Regions from separate parts of the Sus scrofa genome. Here regions 2 and 3 are each linked to region 1. Evidence: chromatin contacts called from public HiChIP or PLAC-seq data. All regions are on one chromosome and are shown on one strand. Each heading gives the region's core, a stretch centred on a gene start, on an enhancer-like site or on the middle of the called end of the contact. The rest is flanking DNA. Distances are from core to core; before and after follow the strand shown. Region 1 has its middle 160 kb from the start of AGR2. Region 2 overlaps BZW2 (basic leucine zipper and W2 domains 2). Region 3 has its middle 30 kb from the start of AHR.

The links. HiChIP or PLAC-seq counts read pairs in DNA pulled down with a chosen protein or histone mark.
Region 2: a contact with region 1 is called in an H3K27ac HiChIP or PLAC-seq map of alveolar macrophages. The contact joins two enhancer-like sites. A contact is called at or near these places in 1 of 47 Hi-C or Micro-C datasets (embryonic fibroblasts) and 1 of 2 datasets of contacts at active chromatin or transcription factors (alveolar macrophages).
Region 3: a contact with region 1 is called in an H3K27ac HiChIP or PLAC-seq map of alveolar macrophages. The contact joins two enhancer-like sites. A contact is called at or near these places in 1 of 47 Hi-C or Micro-C datasets (embryonic fibroblasts) and 1 of 2 datasets of contacts at active chromatin or transcription factors (alveolar macrophages).

Annotation. Positions count from the first base shown.
Region 1 is chr9:86,212,155-86,215,808 of Sscrofa11.1, forward strand. No RefSeq gene overlaps it. Among named protein-coding and RNA genes, the nearest start is that of AGR2, 160 kb to the left of the region's middle. Within about 2 kb of position 1,742, at least 4 of the 83 cell types and tissues checked have an H3K27ac peak or open chromatin away from gene starts, as enhancers often do. A contact at or near this core is called in alveolar macrophages, where this site is marked.
Region 2 is chr9:85,932,823-85,936,476 of Sscrofa11.1, forward strand. It overlaps BZW2 (basic leucine zipper and W2 domains 2), which reads left to right. Exons shown (of 12, transcript NM_001245007.1): 8 at 2,678-2,848. Among named protein-coding and RNA genes, the nearest start is that of BZW2, 47 kb to the left of the region's middle. Within about 2 kb of position 1,914, at least 6 of the 83 cell types and tissues checked have an H3K27ac peak or open chromatin away from gene starts, as enhancers often do. A contact at or near this core is called in alveolar macrophages, where this site is marked.
Region 3 is chr9:86,480,455-86,484,108 of Sscrofa11.1, forward strand. No RefSeq gene overlaps it. Among named protein-coding and RNA genes, the nearest start is that of AHR, 30 kb to the right of the region's middle. Within about 2 kb of position 1,682, at least 4 of the 83 cell types and tissues checked have an H3K27ac peak or open chromatin away from gene starts, as enhancers often do. A contact at or near this core is called in alveolar macrophages, where this site is marked.

The DNA of each region.
Region 1 (3,654 bases), core at 492-2,991:
GTAATCCACTGTATCCATAGTCTCTTTTGACTTCTGTTGCCTCTGTGCTTTGTGAATGGACCTTCCGTAGTTTCATCAAAAGCAGTGATGAAAAGGAGTCAATAGGACACAAAGGAGACTCCTGTGAATTGCTACTAGAAATCTCTTTAGATTGGTATTAATCTTTTAATTAGAATCATTACTAGTTGTCCAGTTACAAATTCACCTAATTATCCAAACACTCAGCCTGGTTTTTCCACCTTAAAGAATGTTATGAAACATCTCAGCCAAACTCTCGCTGAAAAATTCATGGGCTGCATTTCTTTATCACAGAGGAAAATAAAGTAATTCTTTATAACTGGTTTTTGGTATATCTGCCACATATTTCAGTCATCACTGCTTCCCTGTCCATTGTTTAGAAACCATATTTTAAATAATCTGTCCTAGAACTTTGTTATACAAAGCTGTTATTTCTAAATTATCTCTCCTTTTGGAAAAACTATAATGAATTCCTCATATCCAGCTTTTTTGCATTTTCTATACTTTATGATTATTAAATTATCATCATATTTCACTTTAAAACTCTCACTTGCCCTAGCTAGGCTTTCCCTGCTGTGACATTTCATTAATTTAGAGTTATTACATAATTATTTAAGTTTCTCTAGGGCAGGGACTACAGCCACCACTGACTTGGCCACAAAGCATATTTTGCTGTATTGAACAAATGACTCTCTTTCCTTATCTTGGCTTACCAAAGTCAATTCAAAATTTTTCAATCAGAAGATCATTTTATTTGTTATATTTTCCTGTAAATAACAGAAAACACAAAATCCACAGCACCTTCAACAAAATAGAGGTAAATGTGATCCCAGGTGAGCAAGGATCCATCTCCTCCTTTCTTTTTGCTCTGTCATTCTTATGCCCCGAGGTCCAACAAGCTGCTGGAGTTCCATCCATTACCTGTGTCTTCAAGGTAGCTGGAAGTAGAAGGGGCAAGGTGACTCACTGCTGAGACAGCTTTCTTTAAATAACCTGCTTATTCTTGCTTTCCATAACTTTGTCAAATGGCCACACTGAGCTGTAAGGGGCCACACATAGGTGTAAAATGTAATCCTTGACTAGGTTCATTGCAACTCTGGTGAAAGTTATTTCTGTTGCTTTGGAGATGAGAACAGCCTTTGGGTGGCATCAGTCAGCACTGCTAAAACTTAAGGAGAGAACAGACTAAATAGGTATTCAGGACTTCCTTCTTCATGTTCTTCCAAAAAATTTGTCTTAAGACAGTTTCGGAATTCCTGTTGTGGTGCAGCGGAAATGAATCCAACTAGTATCCATGAGGATGTGGATTTGATCCCTGGCCTTGCTGAGTGGGTTAAGGATTTAGCATTGCCATGAGCTGTGGTGTAGGTTGTACATGCGGCTTGGATCCCATTTTGCTGTGGCTCTGTTGTAGGTTGGCAGCTACAGCTCTGCTTCATCCCCTAGCCTGGGAACCTCAAAATGCCTCATGTGGCCCTAAAAAGAAAAAAAAAAAAAAAAAAAACGAAAGAGAAGACAGTCTCATATCTCTGACCAACTTTTTGCTTCAAGCATCAGTAATAAGCCCATTTTACTGACTGTAGAAGTGTATAGACATTTTACATCTTAAAATTTAGACTTCTTAACATGCTTTTCTATTTGTTTTTGTTGATGTTTCTATGTATTCATACTGGCTTCTTCAGCTTCCTCCTCTCTTTAGTTCTCTTTTGAGATTTGCAGTTACTCAATCAGAGCAGCAATTTTTCTGGCTTTCTAACCATGTCGAGTCACATTGATTTCCAGATGCTTAGGTCATGGACTTATGAATCTTTTTCCTCTATTTTCGAAAAGCTCTCTTCTGCACATTTTCAAGAGGATGTATCTAACTGGTAAGCGTTAGTCTTTTCCTGCCAGTCTCCTGCCCCATTTTATGCCAGTGGGATTGGACTGGAGCTTCCATTCTCTGCAGCCAGGGCTGGGCACCTCTCCCTGGCCTGGTCATTGTTCTCTCCTTGTGTTCACAGTGATTGCTCCCAGGATGGGCAAGTGATGCAAATCATGTCTTTTACTGAAGCCACTGCAGGGGGCCCTGCCCTTCCTTCTGAGATTGTTAGAAGCCATCTCTAGCACTACCTGGAGAGAAAGCGTGTCTGAGAATAGAGCCAACACAGGGGAAAGCATAGCAGATGGAGGACTGAAGTGAGCTTTCTGAGAACATCTTTTGAGTACCACTCCTTGTGCTGTATAAGCCAATTAAAATCCTTTCTCCCATTAAGCAAAGTTTAATTTTTGAAACTTGTACTTAAAGGAATCCTTTCAGCTTGGTTAGGTAACCTCTTCCTGGTTCTTGTTCAGTCCACTAGCCAGCCACTTTGAACTTATTTGTTAAAATGTACCTGTTTTATATGTTACAGATGACTCCACTTGTGCTAGTTGGATTACATAATGTGGATATGAAGTACTTACAGGTTACAACCTCTAACCAGTCAGTGTCTACATAATGGTGCTACTGAGAAATCATCAGGTTCCGTGTTTATATGAAACAAAGGATTGGTTTCAACTTGGACTCAATCTCACCAGTTTCTCTGCTGACTTTCTTTATTTTAGCATGGAAAGATCCTAGAGGCAATTGCCTAGAAACATGACTGTACTAGAGAGGGGAAAGTAGAAAGAGGCACAAATAATGCATTCCAGAGACCAACTGGGACCCAGGCAGTTTTCAGAATATTCTGAAGGAAATTAAAACCTCTTAAGAAACCAGTTAATAACATTTCAGTTCTCCAGAACTTGAACTTTGAGCAACTAGAAATTTTCAAATATTAATGAAAGGCCATGATATAATTAAGAGCCATTTCAACCTAGAATGGCAAGGGACGCAGGAGGAGGGAAGCAAAACTGACATTTGTTGAGCTTCAGCTAAGTGTGAGGCGTGGTCTAGGTTTCTGTTATGCAGAACTTGATACTAAAAACTTTGAAAGCAGAGGCATTTTCAAAGCCAAAACTGTCTTCCAAAGGGGAAATGGGAAGATAGTGTCTGGTATATAGGAAGCATTCAGTAACTAGTAGCAACTATGGTGATGATAGTGATGCTGACAGACACCTGGGTAAGGTAAACCTTCCCAGCACATTGAGGTTGGGTTCTGACACCCTGAATGAGACACCAGGTCCACAGAAGCCCTTGGGTTTCTAATTGAGCAAAATAAAATACCTTGTCATTGTCTTCCAGGGGTAAATATTAAAATGTACTTCCTCAGAGTTCCTGGCATGGCTCAGTGGTTAATGAACCCGACTATGAAAATATGAAAATCTTGGCTTCAGGGGTGACACTGAGGGGTAATATTATTTTAAAATAATAAATAATATTAGGTTGGTTGACATTTCACTAACTCTTAAATTTGGAAATATTCCAAATTATGCATCACCAGACAATAATTTCTGAACAGGTTCAATAGCACTAAGATTTTTTTCAAAATCTTTCAAGTATGACAAACATTTTCTGCAACAAAAGGCAATCTCTATCAACTAAATAACTGTAATTATGAACTAACATACTTTATTTTAAAAAAATTAAAAAATTTTTTGGCTGTGTCTGGTGCATGTGGAAGTTCCCCAGCTAGGGCCTGAACCTGCACCACAGCAGTGACCTGAGCCGCTGCA
Region 2 (3,654 bases), core at 664-3,163, 280 kb before region 1:
GATAGAAACAAAGATACAGTCTATTACAACTTAGCACAAGACTCATCTCATTTAACTGTTCTTACAGTTTCTTCGTCTATATATATAATTGAATATGAAAAGCATAGGTGGCAGTTTCTACCAGAAACGCTGTAATCTCTGTGAGGACACAGTGACCGTCCACACTAGACCGTGCCTGCCTGGTATTTGCTGACTCGCAAATGAATGAGGAAATAGGGTCATTCTATCATCACGGAGGAAATTTTTGTTTCATTAACACATATAACAAAATGTTCTCTGTGTTAGCACATTTTGGGGAAAAGTAGCGTATTCTCAAAGTTTAGCAATTACCTCCCTCTGTAATATAGAAGCAAGAAAAGTACATATCAACTCTGAGGATAGAGGAGATGGGAAACATCATTTCCCCATCCCTGGAACAGGGAACACTGATCAAGACATTGGCCAGAAACTTTTCTAGGAGCTGAAGATACTAAAGAAATCAAACAACAGACCCTTGCCTTTATGGACCTTACATTCTATTGCAGGACAGGCAGGAAGTGAAATAAACAATTAAATACATGGTGTAAGAAAAAGTGAAAAGTGCTCCGAGGAAAACACTTAGTAGGAAGCACCGAGGTGCATCCATTGCACTATGGGAAGTCCTCTCTGATAAGGTGACATTTGTGTCAGGGAGTGAGCTATCTGGGGAGCTCCAGCAAGAGGATGCCAGATAAAGGCAACAGCAAATGCAGAGGCTTTGAGGCTTGATGTGTCAGGTCAGCAAGAGAGAGGGTACCTGGCAAGAGCAAAAGTGTAGACGATCAGCTAAGACTCATAGTGGGTCCTATATCATCCAGGAACTTTAGCCTTTATTCTGAGTAAGATAGGAAATTTGGGGAGACTTCTCTGCAGCATGTGCATAGTGTGATTTGGGGTTTTGACAGAATCACTGCCTGTTGCATTGGGAGTAGATTCAGGAACAAAGGGCAGAAGCAGAGAGACTGTAACTTAGGGATAAGGTGATAGAAGTTTTGTACCTGGGTAGGATTTTTCTAACAAATGCAGACCACGTTCCAAGTTTGTAAATGTCATAATCTGATTTACACTGATTTTGCCTCAGTTTAACCTCAATAGTAATTTTCACTATATTATGTATCATTCATAAGGACTTTAGATATCATTCATAAATAAACCACCAATAACATGTTTGACATATTACTCTAAACATAATCTTTGATCAGACTTTGTAGTCACATTCTTCCTAAGTTGAATATTGAATGCTGACATGAGTAGCAGAGTAATTATTGCCTTTGGGGATTGCATAGCTATGTCCTTAAATATTTCCTGCTGCGTAATATGGGTCAAGCTGCTTAACCTTGTTAAGACAGTTTATTTTTCTATGAAAATTAATATATTACACAAGTATGAGTAATCTGCCCACCACATCTTGGTTCACAGAAGAAATCCAATATTGAATTAGTTCCCTGCCCCTCAAATTTGGAGGACCTCTTCAAAGCTAGAACAGATATTGGTGACAACATTTCACTCAGGTTTGAAATGTTTGCTTTAACACAAATGCGTGTTTGATAGCTGCTCCCACCAGCTCTGCTCTGACATTTTGAAACTCATGACTCATCAAGGCAAATTATGGATGATGATATAGAGACTATTGAAATTTGAGTCATGACATAGAAGCCATCTGGATCTGTTACTATACCTGGTGGCAAACTCATGACAGTTTTTTCTGCTGAGATTTTTATTGAAGCCACATAGCCATTGACCACACACATGCACACTCAAATCTAACCATCATAAAAGTTTGGATCTATTTTGTAGACTCTGCAGCAGTCTGAAAAATGTAAGAGCTTGAAAACTGCCTTACTTTCTTAGTTGGGTGTTGGAGTCACACAGAATTAGAACATGACTAAGTGTTGTTACTAAGACTCTGCCAAACTGTGTAAGGTGAAATGGAAATGAGGGAAAAATATGACAGCAGCTATAGTGTATTGCTCTTTTTAAAAATTTCCAGCAGAATTATGTAATGAATTGAAGAGTTGATAGGGCAGGTTTACATTAGATCTGGCCATGAACATAATTTAGAGCCACCATCATTAACAGATATAACAAAAATTCTCTTTAGCTCTTGAGCTAGTTTTTTAGAATAATAGCATTTTCTTAGAATGTGAATAGAGGTCCTTGAGATGATAATAGTCAGTGTTGTTTTCTAATATCTTGAATCATTTCAACATTACAAAAACTAGCCTTTGTCTGTTAACTCATAATTAAGGAAACAGTGATTAATGGTTTTTTTCCTGTGAGTTTAAAACAATCCATATGTTATTCAGAGTTATCATGCTATTTGTATTTAATTTAGCAAGTTTAGCTCTGTATTTATACATGCTAATACTTTGATTAAAGTTAAAAAAAAAAGGGGAATAACAGTTTCCAAATGAGGGAAAGTAGTTTATGTAAGTTGCTTAGCATTTTCTATTCTCTTTCTTTGTCAGATTGCCTAATTTTGGAAGGTGCTTAGCAAATGCTAAAAATGTAAGCCCAAGATTTATTCTTTTGAAAAACCAATCCTTTTTTTTCCAAATAGGCGATATTCTAAGTGCTACTTTAATATGAAAATTTTGTTCTTTATGCTTGCTGGAATTTGAATAGCTTGTTGTATAACAGTATCTCTTTTCTCTCTCAGGAACTCTTTCCAGTTAACAGGCAGAGTGTGGATCATTTTGCTAAATACTTCACTGACGCAGGTCTGAAGGAGCTTTCTGACTTCCTCAGAGTCCAGCAGTCCCTGGGCACCAGGAAGGAGCTGCAGAAGGAGCTCCAAGAGCGTCTTTCTCAGGAATGCCCCATCAAGGAGGTGGGGACCGTGGGCTCACATTGCCGTGAGCCCGTGCAGCACCTTTACCTTCCTTTAGGAGACCTTTCTTTGTCTATTATTGTGAATTTGATGCTCTTTTTATACCATTAGCTCAATTTCAAAGTATTGATTCAGAATCCTCCAGGAAGTTCCAGAAATTAATGGTTATTTCCACACAAGGGGCTGTCTACCAGGCTGCTGTGGTTGTCAAAATATTTCATCTGTCCAAGAGATTTACTATTCATTATCAGTATGTCCCATTTTATGGTGCTTTCCCCATTTATTGCAGATTACATAATATGGTATTAAGTACTGGGTTAATGTATGTAAGTCTTAATTTTAAGGCAAACAAAAGGGTTGATTTTATATTCATATTACAGGAAAAGACTAGTTGAACCAGTGGCCTGTTGGCTCCCACTCATAATAGCTGCATAATCCCATAATGTAAATTCCACATTTTTGCGTAGCTAAAGTCCATATGGCTGTGACTGTATCTTCTTCAAGTCATGCCTGAAGAAAACTTCCTATTTGAACTTTAAAAACTTCTACATCACAATTTAAAAATTGCATAAAGTGTCCTTTTCTTTTGCCATTTATTCCCAAGTCCCAAGCCCTCACTACCCTGCGTGCTCTCTGTCTTGCTGGGCACGTTATGGGATTTAAGCCTGGAGAATTGCAGACTGACATTGTCCAGCAGGTGGAGGTGTTGGTCCTAAGTCTCATGGCAATAAGGTCAGCGATATATTCAATAACATTTTTCTAAGCAAGTGAACATGATTTTCCATGGGGGAAAAGCAAACCAAATA
Region 3 (3,654 bases), core at 432-2,931, 270 kb after region 1:
CTACATATTGCCTTTGGGAAATTTGTCTTTTCTTTCACCTTTCTGCTGCAACTCTCCTCATCTCCCTTCACTCCCAAGACCGTCTAGGGAAACAGCTATTCACAAGGAAGTAAAAAAACATAAGCACATTACATTTTTCTAAATGTGACATCCATTATATGTAGTCTCATATAATACAATGCTAGTGGGAAAATGTCTAGATTATATTTCCATGCTTTTTGAAATTCTTTTAAAAGAAAACTAAAGTTTGTTTGACCTTTGAAATTCTACTGCCAATTTTTAAAAATTTATTTATTATTATTATTTCCACACACACACTTTTTTTTCCCACTGTACAGCATTTCTTTCAAAAAAATTTTATTTAAGAGCAGATTGGGAGGTACAGAGATTCCCCATGTCCTCCTGCCCCCACACATGCATAGCCACCCCTATTATCTGCATCACTTACCAGAATGGTAGATTTTTTTTTTTCCCCAAGGATAAACCTACATTGACATATCATAATGACCCAAAGTCCATAGTTTACCTTAACATTCCCTCTTGGTGTTGTATAGCCTATGGATTTTAACAAATGTATAATGATAATGTATCGTCACTATAACACAGAGTATTTTTACTGCTCTAAATTTCCCCCACACACACACCTTTTTCTTTTTCAGCTACACCCAAGGTATATGGAAGTTCCTGGAATCAAATCTAAGCTGCAGCTGCAACCTGCACCACAGCTGTGGCAACACTGGATTATTAACCCACTGCGCAACAGCAGGAACTCCTAAAATGCCCTTTTGATTATTTTTTCTGTGTTTGCATATTTTCTTTCTAGGTAACATTCCCTAGATTTACATTCCCTAATTTTCTGGTGTTCTAAAAACACAGTGTTTACTTTTACTATTAAGTTCATATTAATTTCTGCATCCAAAAGGTAAAATCTGAGTTTATATAAGTTTCGAACCAAATGTATTAGCACTTAAATGTCCCATTTGAGCTTCATTGTGTTTATTTATTTTCTTTATGGCACTTCGGTTCACAGCAATGATTTTAATCCAAAATATTGGCCTTTCAAAGTGCCAGTTCTACCATTTGTAATCCATACCCTACTTCTTCATAGAACACTGTTTGGTCTTATCTGTAAACTTAAGATGCCTTTTATTTCCCTGATAGTATTTGATTACATTTACCTATTGAGTTTTTAAGTGTTAAACAACATCTTTGTGTTTATATTAATAGGTGGTTCATTTTTTCTGAACTCCTTTTGGTAGAGTTGGTGATTCTACTCCAGTTCTTTTTAAACTCTTAAATTAAATTATAGATACATTTTTTAGCAAAGGAAAAAATTTAAATTTGAGGTTATACACTGCAAGCTCTAGAGTAAGTGAACCAAAAATTCAACTGTGTGACTTAATCATTTTAAAAGTGGTAGGCACTGTTTTGACTAGAAGTACAGTCATACCAGTGGGAAAGGATGTTTGAACTAGAAGGTATAGACATAAACTCATTTTAATTTCTGGGCATCATCCTTAGCTGTTTTATCAGATTACCATGTATAGCAACTTGCCATTCTGTGGTTAATCACTTCTAAGACTATAAATGTCGAGAAATGCCAGACTGTCACCTTAGACTCCAAAGTGTGAATGTTTTGTGTATATGTGGTTTCATACCCAAGTGAGTCATTCTGCCAAGAACCTTGAGAATATCAGTCCCGTCTAGACATTTCAATCTTAGTGACTGACACACCAGCCCTAGCATAAGATTATGTATCATTAGAAAGAGGATGTAGGTTTAAAATGGTTCTGTGCAAATACAGATATTTTATTCTTTAACCCACAAAATCTTGACTAGCCATTTCCTCTGCAAAACCTTTCCATTCCATTTTTTATTATCAATTGTATCAACAATAGCTCATCAGTAAACCTCTTATCTTTACAATAATCTCTGCCTGTCCTATTTGTATTTCCAGCATGTACTGTGATGCTTGCTTTAGTAATGTCATTAAAAATCTGTTGAATTAACACTGACTTCAAGAATTTACAGGAAAGCCATAGTGTTTGCACCTCTAGTATTTATTCCAACTGTTCTTTTCTTCAGTCTTTTCCCTAAGTATTTCTTGGAACTTCTAGGAATTAGTCACTGGTTTACACAATGTCGTCTTATTTTATTAACTAGCAGATATTAAATAGTTAGAATATATGAATGTTACTGTTATCAGATTCTTTGTTTTATAAGACAATCAAGTTAAATGCAAGATATTCCTCAAGTCTGGGGAAGTATTTTTGGGAATATCAGTCAATTTAGCATGAATAAATCTGCTTGTGATAGTCATGGTGATTAAAATGGAAGTTTGGAAAATACTCAAAGCTACCCCTTAGGCCCTAATCTCTAGAAGCTTTTAAATTTGGAATCAGCTGGTAAACACATTACGAATCCAACACACTTTTCGTTAAATATTTTGAGAGCAAGATATAGAAGGATATATACTAAAGATATAGCCTACCCAAAATTAAATGGATATTTTTTCTCTTTAGTGAGAAAAGGGCTAATTCTTCATTGGATGAGGACACAAAATTCCTTTGAAATCACCAAGAGTAGCATTCTTTAGAAGGATAGATATGAACACAAAAATTATAATGGTAGGTATAGTAGATGCAAACTATTGCAGTTGGAGTGGGTAAGCAATAAGATCCTGATAGCACAGGGAACTATATCTGGTCACTTGTGATGGAGGATAATGTGAGAAAAAGAATGTATATATACATATGAATATGACTAAGTCACTCTGCTGTACAGCAGAAATTGACAGAAACACTGTAAATCAACTATAATAGAAAAAAATTAAAATCTTATCCAAAAAAGGGGGGTAGGTATGAAAATGTATAGAAAGGAATATCCTATTTGTGTGGGGGAAGAGTATGATAGTACCTTTTGAGTTTTGAAAATATAAAAGAAAAATTGCCTAGTGCTTTAACTAGACCAAAATTCAGGCTGCTCTTCAGCTATATTGGCTGGTATAGAGCTGTTTCCCTGCTTTATTTCCCCTGCGCATTTTCATGGACAGTAGCCTCCTTAAAATCAGGCCACTAACTGGCAAATGCCCAGGGGTCTCCAGTTGTTAGGGCTTGCTTCGGTTCTGATTCATCTAGGCCCTTACAGCGTCCCCTGCTGGGATGTTTTTGCTTAGGTCTGACAAGCATGATGTGTGGCATGATTTAAGGCAAACCTGAATGAGTGTTCAGACCAGCACTCCAGGGAACAGACAGGACAGAGGACCCTGCCCCTCCACTGCCACTAGGCCAGCGTCCACACCTGAGGGACAGCTTCACTCCTCTCAACTCTAGTGCTCCACAAGAGATCTCCACTGCTCCCCAGTGACTCAGATATGACTCCTTTGTGTTTGCAAGCTACCTGCCCCCAGAAAGCAGCACCTTGTGCCTGTGGCATCTGTCTACCTCCTGCATATCCCCACAGTGTAAGCTCCATACTTCACACCCATGAAGCAGCAGGGCACAGAATGATCATCAGTCTACATGGTTGAGGTGACTTTGGTGTCAGGCAGGGGCGTGCCACACCCAAGCAGAAGTAGTGCCGCTAGCTTGGCCACAACTTGCTAAGACTGACCTTAATTCTCCCTTGAGGGCATCTCTTTAACAGACAGAGTAT